3 separate regions of the Mus musculus genome follow, and all the other regions are linked to region 2. A link is a contact called in public HiChIP or PLAC-seq data. All regions are on one chromosome and are shown on one strand. The core of a region is the stretch at or near the end of the contact, and the rest is flanking DNA. Distances in the headings are between cores, read along the strand shown.

Region 1 (2,903 bases), core at 49-2,548, 570 kb before region 2:
CATTGTATGGAATTCTCAAATAATCAATAAAGATACTTATCTTAAAAATTCAGGCATGGTGGCACAGAGCCATAGTCCCAACACTTGGGAAGCTGAGGTAAAAGAACTGCATCAAGTTCCATGTTATCTTGGACTATATGATGAGCTCAAGGCCAGCCAGGGGTACATATTAATTAGTAAGATGCCATCTCAAGAAAACAAAAACTCCAAATAAAATAGAGAGTTGGGAGTCTGTGTGGAGAGACACTTCCTGAAGTTCTTTCTCATCATCTGGATATTAAGAGAGAGCAGATTTAAGTACAGCTGACCCTTCCTGGTCATGGTTTCTGAACTTATGGTCTTAACCAATGTGGATTGAAAGTATTCAAAAAATTTCTATCTGTACTGACTATGTGTAAACTTTTTCTTGTCACTCTGAAGAATGCAGCATAATACTTTCTTACATGGTATTCATATCTTCCTCAGTATTATAAGTAATTTAGAAGTTATTCCAAGTATGTATGAGGACATGTGTAGATCATATACAAATGCTTTTTAATACCCGAGGTATGCTTAGGTCTGAATATACTTGTTCTTTATAATTCCTTTGTACCAGTGCTATCCCCAGAGTTGGACTATGTAGCTTGGCAGAATCTATAGCCAGTGCCACAAACATGACTGAAGAGTTGCTTTTCTTTGCAGATTTTTGGAGTAGCTCTTCTCGTCCCTTAATAGAAATGAAGAGACAAGAGAAGGCAGGAGAGGTTTGCTGCACTCTGAAATCTCAACAACAAAACAAAACAAACCAAAAACCCAGCAACTATCTTAGCAAATGCTTGTTAACAGCAGTCATTCAAAGCACAGTTTCACAAAGATTAGCCTGGATCCTTGTAAGCCTATTTCAGCAGCAAAGCCATTTGTACTTCTTGCCCATGGGAACAGCTGCTATTTCGTTACTTGATTGGAGAGAATCAGACCCCTTTTGTCCTTTTCCCCTGGGCTCTGAAACCATCTCACCAGGGCAGTGGAATCACAGCCAGATTTCGCTTATTTTATTTCAAGCCAATTTACTGTCCAAACCAGGTCTCTAAAACATGGCACTGGTGCTAACTGCACCATTCACGTCATGCCTAGAAATGTGACCCTACCACCAGTTTGCTGCAGCCCCTACCCATCCCTGAAATAGACTTTCTGTCTCCACAAATGAGAAGAGGTCACTTTACCCACTCAGTGAAACTCTCCAGATGTTCCCGGTTGGATGGCACATCTGTCCCGTGTCCCTTCTGTGTTTTCAGAGCACCCCAAACAGAAATTTGAATGAACTAGAAACTCAGTGTCTGAGAAAGGTCTCTATGCACAGTTGCCCTCATTGACATGCCATTGGGGGCTGGTGGAGAGTCAAGGGCAACGGAGAGAGAGCCAGCCAAGAAGTGACTTCATAGGAAAAGGACATGCTGCACAGAGAAGTGTTCCCTGTGTGGAAATGTTACCGATCAGAATTCTGGGATGATACTACACTCTGTATAATGAGAAGATTATCTAGATTTTTGAGTTGAATATTACTGGCATCAAAGGGCAATGATTACAGAGATAACCCCAAGCGAACGTGAACTTCATCTCATCTCTCCTCCCCAAACTTGGAAATGCCAGACTCGTTACATGAGGCTAAATCATGCAGAAACACTCCAGCTGTCTGAGAGTCTGTGTGCACTGCCAGCATCTCCAGTGTTCCCTTTGTTTCCAATAGTAACTCCAGAAGACCTGCCTGGTCTTGAGGGGCTCAGTGACCTCTAAACCCTCTCTATTCTTCCTCACTCAGAGAGAGGGGGGGGGGAGAGAAAGTTACTTAGATTTATTCCAAGCGGAACATCCAAGCTCGAACTTCCAAAACCTTCAGTAACCTCAGAGAAGTGTCAAATGGCTTTTCCCAAAAGCACGTGACAATATTTGTGCCTCTCGTATGGAAGAGGAGCACGTATGCTTGGAACACACTGAATCACTTTAGGAAGCACTTTAATATCAGGCTGGCCCTGTTCAAGTGTGTGCCCTTGAGCAAGCCATGTATTTATTGGGCTGTGTCTGACCATATCCAACTACAGAGTGAGAAGGGAGGGGAGCAATTTAACTGAGAGTCTGTGAAAGTGAAGTCACTGAAGCGTCTGCCTTGGAACTGATTCAGTATTATGCCATGCTGGCCTTGGAACTCACTCAGTGTTATGCCATGGTGGCCATAGGTCACCTACCATCCTTTTCATCCTGCATGGGAGACCATGGACTCTGCCATTGGGGACAACCCCTGATGACAGGTTTTGCATTACATTCTGCTTCGGGGACACAAGAGGTAAAGCATGACTTTTCTGGGTTTGGTGTGCCCCCAATCTGATAGACCAGCCACGGAGAGGCCATTTACAGCCACCTCTAAGTAACTCATAGGAAACTTGGGCACTGCTAAAAGTTACTCAGGATGCCACCAAGGCATATAATGACCTGAACAACCACAAAGTTAAAGTGTTTTAGAAATATTGTATACATCATATACATCAAAGCTTCTTAAACTGAGGGTTGTGATCCTATATGGGTTAAGGTATGCGAACATGGGGTGGGTCTTGAGAATTATTGATAATGTACATCAATAGTACACGGTTTCTGAATGCACAAGGGCCACAAACTGTTTCCCTGCACGCCTGGTTCTGCACACACATGTACAGTTTGCATGAAGTATGCTCCGCAACACACACATCAATGGGTTCTACATGACACACCTTGGCTAAGCCTTGACATCATTGGTATGTAACAAACTGAAGTGTTTCTACCATACATGCAAATTTTCTGCTGTTCTAGAAACATAATTGTCTAATTACAGAGAAAACAAATACTTTTAATATTTTCCTACCATCACTCTTCAGCATGTAAGTATCAAATTA
Region 2 (2,933 bases), core at 283-2,782:
AACCAAACTCAAGTCTTCTGTAAAAGCAACGCTCGCTCTCAATCAATGAGCCACCTCTCTAGACCCTGAGGCGTAAGTTTAGGAGAAATGACTTCTTCATCTGGGGGAATAACCTAAGTATGAAGCCAACTGGCCAGTGACTTAAGAGAGCTCCTCAGTGCCATGTTTATTAGAAATACTTACATAGGGCGAGGCACACAGAATGCACAGAGATAGCTACAGGGGTGTGTGTGTGTGTGTGTGTGTGTGTGCGCGCGCGCGCGCACTGTAAGCTGCAAAGATAGAGATGGGGGGAGTGTGGTTCGAACTACATCTGTCAATAATGGGAACTTATCCCTTCATGAATATACCGTTCCTACAAATACATTGCTTTCTCCCAAAGAGATCCCTGAAACCGAGAGTGTTTGACTATGCATATTATTGACAATCACTCTTGCATTGATGATCTTGGATTAAGGACCCTACCCAATACCGTTCCAAACGGTCTGCCTCAGCCAACACCCTGTCCAACAGAGCAGCCTTTCAGAGCCTCAGATCAAAGCCTCCTGTGTGCAGAGTGCCCATTGTTCATCAGTGACATGTGACTTGCACCTGCTCCGCTGAGGTGTTCCGCTTTCACTGTGTCCCTCTCTGCCTCTGCAAGCTGTGGCAAGATCACAGGGGCCAGTCACTTCAGTGACGAAGGAAGCCACACTCTGCCAGTCACACGATGGACCAGCTGTGCTGGTCCTGTGTGAACCAGGTGCCTCCTGCTTCCCCCAGGAATCCGCTGCCAAGCCTTGGCAGAGAACGGACGAGCAGCTGCTCCTCGGGCTTCGGTCTTGTCTATTTCTCTCCTCCACAGCCTGAGAATCCAAATGCAATCCCCTGGCAAGCCGGGCACAAAGCAGAGGAAAGAAACTTTGAAAGAAGACGCAAGGGCGGTGACTACAGAAGGTTGACTGAGCTCACAGAAAAGCAGGAGACAGTCAATGAGTGCAGTAAGATCACTTGAACCCTAAGCTTCCCATGTCTCGAAGGCCAACGTCCTCACCACAGGAGAAACTTATCGAAAAGTGAATGGGGTACTAATCACAGATTGTCGTGATTGTTATTAGACATCCAGACACACAGAGTTCAAGCCGATGCCAACCAAGATCCAAATAAAACCACCATGATAATAACAACAGCCTCAGCTGAGACGATCAAGCAGCGCCCTTTGCCATACAAGAGGTTTGGTTCCATGACTTCTCATGGTTTAATTTGATTAACAGATCTGGGGATAGGAGGAGTGTTTGTTCTCACAGGCTTTTCTGGCTTTACGCTTTCTCCATGTGACCACCCAAGAAACACTGGTAGGCCGCAACTAGATTGCATTTACTTCCTGCACTGTGGATTGTATTGTCTTTTGTTTTATTTTTTTTTGAAAATATGTAAATACCACTAAGCCACTCATCCAACAGTCTCACGTTCTCATTCGATTGGAATGCTGCTTGCTCGTGCAGGCGGACCAGGAGTGGGCGACCAATTAGCCAAGTGGCTGACTCCAACCCCCAAAAGCTCTTCCTTGCACAGGGATCTCGAGCTGCAGTGGCCACTGTTTCCCAAGCACTGAGTCCCAAGTCAGGAGGAGGTGGGGGGAGGGGAGAGTATAAATGGTGCGGCTGTGCGGTGACTCATCCTCTCGCTGACTCCACTCTCTTGTCTGTTTGCAGTCGCTTGGACAGCTGTGTTGGCCATGTGGAGTCAGAGATATTTTTTGTTCCCAAAACAGGAAGATGGGATGAGGAGGGGGGAGCTGGGGGTGGGGGGGAGACGAGACAGTGGATGTGTGTGTGAGGATGTGAAGTCATGGTTGCCGTATGATTTCAGCTCCTCTGACAAGCCAGCCATCACTACCATTAGTCACTAGCCCTCCAAGGATGAGAGCCATCTGGGTCAATTCCCCAGTGAAGTGAGATGGAACTGGTATATCTGTGGCTCAGGTCTTGGAAACATGTCTCGCAGTAAGGAGAGGTAAGGGGTGAAGATGAGGTCGCTAGCTGGAAACTGAGGAAAAGCAGCCTGTTCACAATGAAAACAAAACAGAAGATACAGGCTGGGCTAAAGCTGTAAGCGAGTTGGCAGAGGGCTTGCCTAACATACAGGAAACCCTGGGGTCCAGCCTCGGGGCACTGCACAAGCAAGATGTGGTGGCATATATGCATGCTATCCTAGTTGTCAGGAGAAGGCAGGAGGATCAGGAATCCAAGGTCATCCTTAACTACATAGTATGAGGCCACCCTGAGATACACAAGTCAAACACCTTGACGTCCAAACGCCCATAGTTCAAAGAAACAGACACCAGAGAAGTACCCAACACGGAGGTAAGAGAGGGCGGGGTGATTTAGAATCACTAAGGATGGAACTGTGAGTGGAGCCAAAGGCAACATGTCCTCTCTAACATCAGCTGCCTCCTCTTCCTGGTCCCCAATCAGGACACGCCCTCCTCTGCCTGCCATGAAAGCATCTTAGCCTCCAACTTCAAGCCTTCCGCCGAAACTCCCACCCTCCTCGATAGGGTTCATCAGAGCGTCGTGCTCGGGTCGAGTTCTCTTTAAATAAACATTTATTGGAATGAAGCCTGTGTTCAAGGCTTGTTTCTGGCCATTTATGCTGCAAGAAATGAGGTAGAAGAGACAGGGACCCTGGGCCCACAAAGCCTAGACGACTGTCCATCAGTCTCCTTGCCATATTATATCAGGGTAGAGGAGTGGAAAGTCTCTAGCTAAAATGGCAAAACATTCTCTCATCATTTTGACCCAGCTGACTTGATGGATGAAGAAGGTTCCTCCTGTCCCACCCAAGACCACTCTTCTCTGGCCTCTGAGGGCCTCCCCCATCTCCCCTCCCAAGTGTCTGTAACTCTTTGAATACCCTATGGTGTTTATGCTTACTCTGCTAGGGTGGTTTCA
Region 3 (2,910 bases), core at 336-2,835, 990 kb before region 2:
TGTACCTTTGTTTACTGAAAAGAAACTTAGGAGCGATGCTACCACCTATGTCACATGTCTACCATGAGGTTTCAAAGAAATAGTAGAAAAAGCAGTAGTGTGACCCTAAAACAGGGTATATATATATATATTCTCCTCTATAGAACTTTGGGGCAGGTGAGGGTCATAAGGGTCAGCCTCCTGCCATGGCTCAGGACAGGTTAAAACCTGCCCCTCATGCATAGACATGATCTCATGAACTTCCCTGCTATGCCTTGGTGGAACGAGCTGTGTGCCTTCCACACTGAAGGCACTTTTACCTGCTTCTCTTCTAGGACTTGATTCTGTTCTTAGTGAAGCTGGAATAATCATGTGATGGTCAGAGCTGTCTTTAGTATCCCAGTCCTCAGGGCAATTCCCACAGACAGTTCCAGAAGCCATGTGTTAAATGATCAAAAACAAAACCAAACAAAACAAAACAACCAAAAAAGAAAAAAGAAAAGAAAACCCCAGATACCAAAAGGCAATGATTTAAACAGGCTAGAAAATATAGTCAGAGGCTTACTTTTGTGGTTACTATTGGACCACTAAATCTGACATGAAGAACTTATATTCTAAATAAGATTTATCTTCCTCTGCACACACTCCCCAAAACCTGTTTGGTCTTAGAGAGGTTAACTTAGGCCAAGCACAAAGCAATCAGGGTTCTGAAATCCAGACAGAGAAAAAGGCTTGCGTATCTTCCTAGTTTTATCAGGGGGAAAAAAACCCAAAGCTGAGCCGTTTGTCAGTACAGTTTCTGCAAGAGTAGTGAACAGAGTCTATAAGAAAAGCAACTTCTACTCCAAATTCTCTGAGAGACGTTAGCTGCAGTGTTGATGTTGTTTGAGCTATGTAGGACAGCTGCCCAGATGTCCCTTTAGCCTATTCTTGTTTCTAGACTTTAAACTTAAAATGGTGCCAGTTTCTCCAGAAGCTGGTTCACATGGTGAATGAGATAGCAAGTTCTGATCCATTTCAGTGGCTCAGAGATCCAGGCTGGGGCTGAGTCTACAGGTAGATCAGATGTCTAAAAACTGGCAGCAACTGGAGAGTGGCAGGGGGAGGAGGAAGGGGAGAGAGACGTTGGGTGTGTGAAAGAACTTGGATTTGAGGTTGACGAAACCCCCTCCTGACAGACTCACATCAGAGACAAATTCTGAGAGAGAGAGAGAGAGAGAGAGAGAGAGAGAGAGAGAGAGAGAGAGAGAGAGAGAGAGAGAAAACGCTCAAAGCTGAGTAGCTCCTCATTTGTCTGCGTTATCCTGAGATGCTTCTATCTGCCTCAGCTCTCCTGGCTGCGAGCCTGGTTCTCAAAGGGAAACTCAGTTGGCCAGAGTTCACCTGGGTTTATCAGTCCCTCAGGGGAATCTGTTTTCCCTGTGTGCTTGCTTTTGTTTTGCTGCGGGAACTGGGTCAGCTTTTCAAGAGTGGAAATGTCAGAGGAATAAAGAGGCTCCCTTGAAAAGATCTCTGCCGCCACAGAAAGGAAACATCTGAGTGTCTCCCTTAAATAACAACGTACACTGTGACAGCCTTGCATCTGACCCAAAGAAAGAAAAGAGGCCGGAACACTGGCAACATTTACATACTCCCTGTGCTCTGGAGACAGCTGGGCTGGGGCTGGGTCATCCTGAATTAAAGGAACGGAAACATCAACTTGGAGGAGATTCTTTTAGATGGCAAGCGAGGTTGGGTGGCAGACAAAGGGAGGCTTTCAGCAAAAGCCCTTTTACTTTTTTTTTTTTTTTTTTTTTTAATATGGCAGCACATTTCTACCATCAGGCTGCAGCCTGGAGGAGCAGGGATCTGGGAGGACTGGGAAGAAGCTCCGTCCAGACAGCAGCAAACAGGAGGTCATTGTAGGAGACAATGAGCTGGGGCTGCCCCAGCCCATCCGATTGTTATAGAAAGACTCCACTGGCCATGGATCAGGCTGCACCACAGTAACCAAATTGTTTTGGTTTAGTTTTACAGAAGTCTGGCTGGAAAAATCATCACTTGGTGATGATGATGATGATGATGATGATGATGATGATGATGACGACGACGATGATAGTGACATATTGATGTACTACTCAATCTCAGAGGGTATCTCTCTGTAGCTAAGGCTGGCTTCAAACACATTATCTAGCCAAGAATGGCTAAAGTTCTGATCCTTCAACTCCTACCTGCCTAGTACAGAGATTATAGGCATGTACTACCTCACCCTGCTTTATGTAGTCCTAAGGGTCAAACCCAGGGGTTTGTGCATGAGAGCTGAGAACCCTCCTGATCGAACTGCATCGGCAACCTCAGAAACCCATTATTGATCATTCATCTGCCCGTATCAAGGGAGTGAGCCTAGGATACCAGAGCTCAACTCTCAGGTACATGCATGATCTCTTCCAGACTTACAGTCTCATTCACCGAGTCCCTGAGTTTAGCATGAAGCCCATCCACATCCACACCTTCCAAACAACCAGTATCCTTTGATGGAGAGAACTTGTTATTATTAAGAAATGAAGACAGCATAGTGAATCACAATGGCAATCCCAGTACTCAAGAGGTAGAGGCAAGAGGATGGAGAGTTTCAGGCCAGCCTGTGCTGTGTAGCAAGACCATGTCTCAATACATAAATAAATGAAGGAGGTAAGAAAAGAAGGAAGGAAAGGAAAGGAAAGGAAAGGAAAGGAAAGGAAAGGAAAGAAAGGATAGGAAAGGAAAGGAAAAGAAAAGAAGAGAAAAGAAAAGAAAAGAAAAGAAAAGAAAAGAAAAGAAAAGAAAAGAAAAGAAAAGAAGAAAGGAAAAGAAAATTAACAACAAGAAGGGACTTGTTGGTAGCATTTGCCTTTAGGTCCCAGCTGGTATTCTTTCTCTAATGACCGTGGATATGCTATGGTAGGTGATTGT

What was found. HiChIP or PLAC-seq counts read pairs in DNA pulled down with a chosen protein or histone mark.
Region 1: a contact with region 2 is called in an H3K27ac HiChIP or PLAC-seq map of embryonic fibroblasts, with 9 times the contacts expected there. The contact joins the promoter of G630093K05Rik here to the enhancer-like site in region 2. A contact is called at or near these places in 1 of 39 promoter capture datasets (hippocampal neurons), 1 of 15 datasets of contacts at CTCF or cohesin (embryonic stem cells), 4 of 484 Hi-C or Micro-C datasets (cortical neurons, embryonic stem cells and stem cell-derived neural stem cells), 4 of 115 datasets of contacts at active chromatin or transcription factors (astrocytes, embryonic fibroblasts, embryonic stem cells and 1 more) and 1 of 9 other capture datasets (embryonic stem cells).
Region 3: an H3K27ac HiChIP or PLAC-seq map of stem cell-derived neural progenitor cells shows a contact between it and region 2, with 6 times the contacts expected there. The contact joins two enhancer-like sites. A contact is called at or near these places in 3 of 115 datasets of contacts at active chromatin or transcription factors (the NIH/3T3 cell line, embryonic basal ganglia and stem cell-derived neural progenitor cells).

The regions. Positions count from the first base shown.
Region 1 is chr13:47,908,830-47,911,732 of GRCm38.p6, reverse strand. G630093K05Rik (RIKEN cDNA G630093K05 gene) reads right to left here and starts at 1,298. Exons shown (of 3, transcript NR_045156.1): 1 at 1,207-1,298. All of the region lies in intron 2 of Gm40938 (a long non-coding RNA gene), which reads left to right.
Region 2 is chr13:47,334,865-47,337,797 of GRCm38.p6, reverse strand. No RefSeq gene overlaps it. Among named protein-coding and RNA genes, the nearest start is that of Gm52039, 99 kb to the right of the region's middle. Within about 2 kb of position 1,532, at least 75 of the 459 cell types and tissues checked have an H3K27ac peak or open chromatin away from gene starts, as enhancers often do. A contact at or near this core is called in embryonic fibroblasts, hippocampal neurons and stem cell-derived neural progenitor cells, where this site is marked.
Region 3 is chr13:48,323,051-48,325,960 of GRCm38.p6, reverse strand. No RefSeq gene overlaps it. Among named protein-coding and RNA genes, the nearest start is that of A330048O09Rik, 51 kb to the right of the region's middle. Within about 2 kb of position 1,585, at least 38 of the 459 cell types and tissues checked have an H3K27ac peak or open chromatin away from gene starts, as enhancers often do. A contact at or near this core is called in stem cell-derived neural progenitor cells, where this site is marked.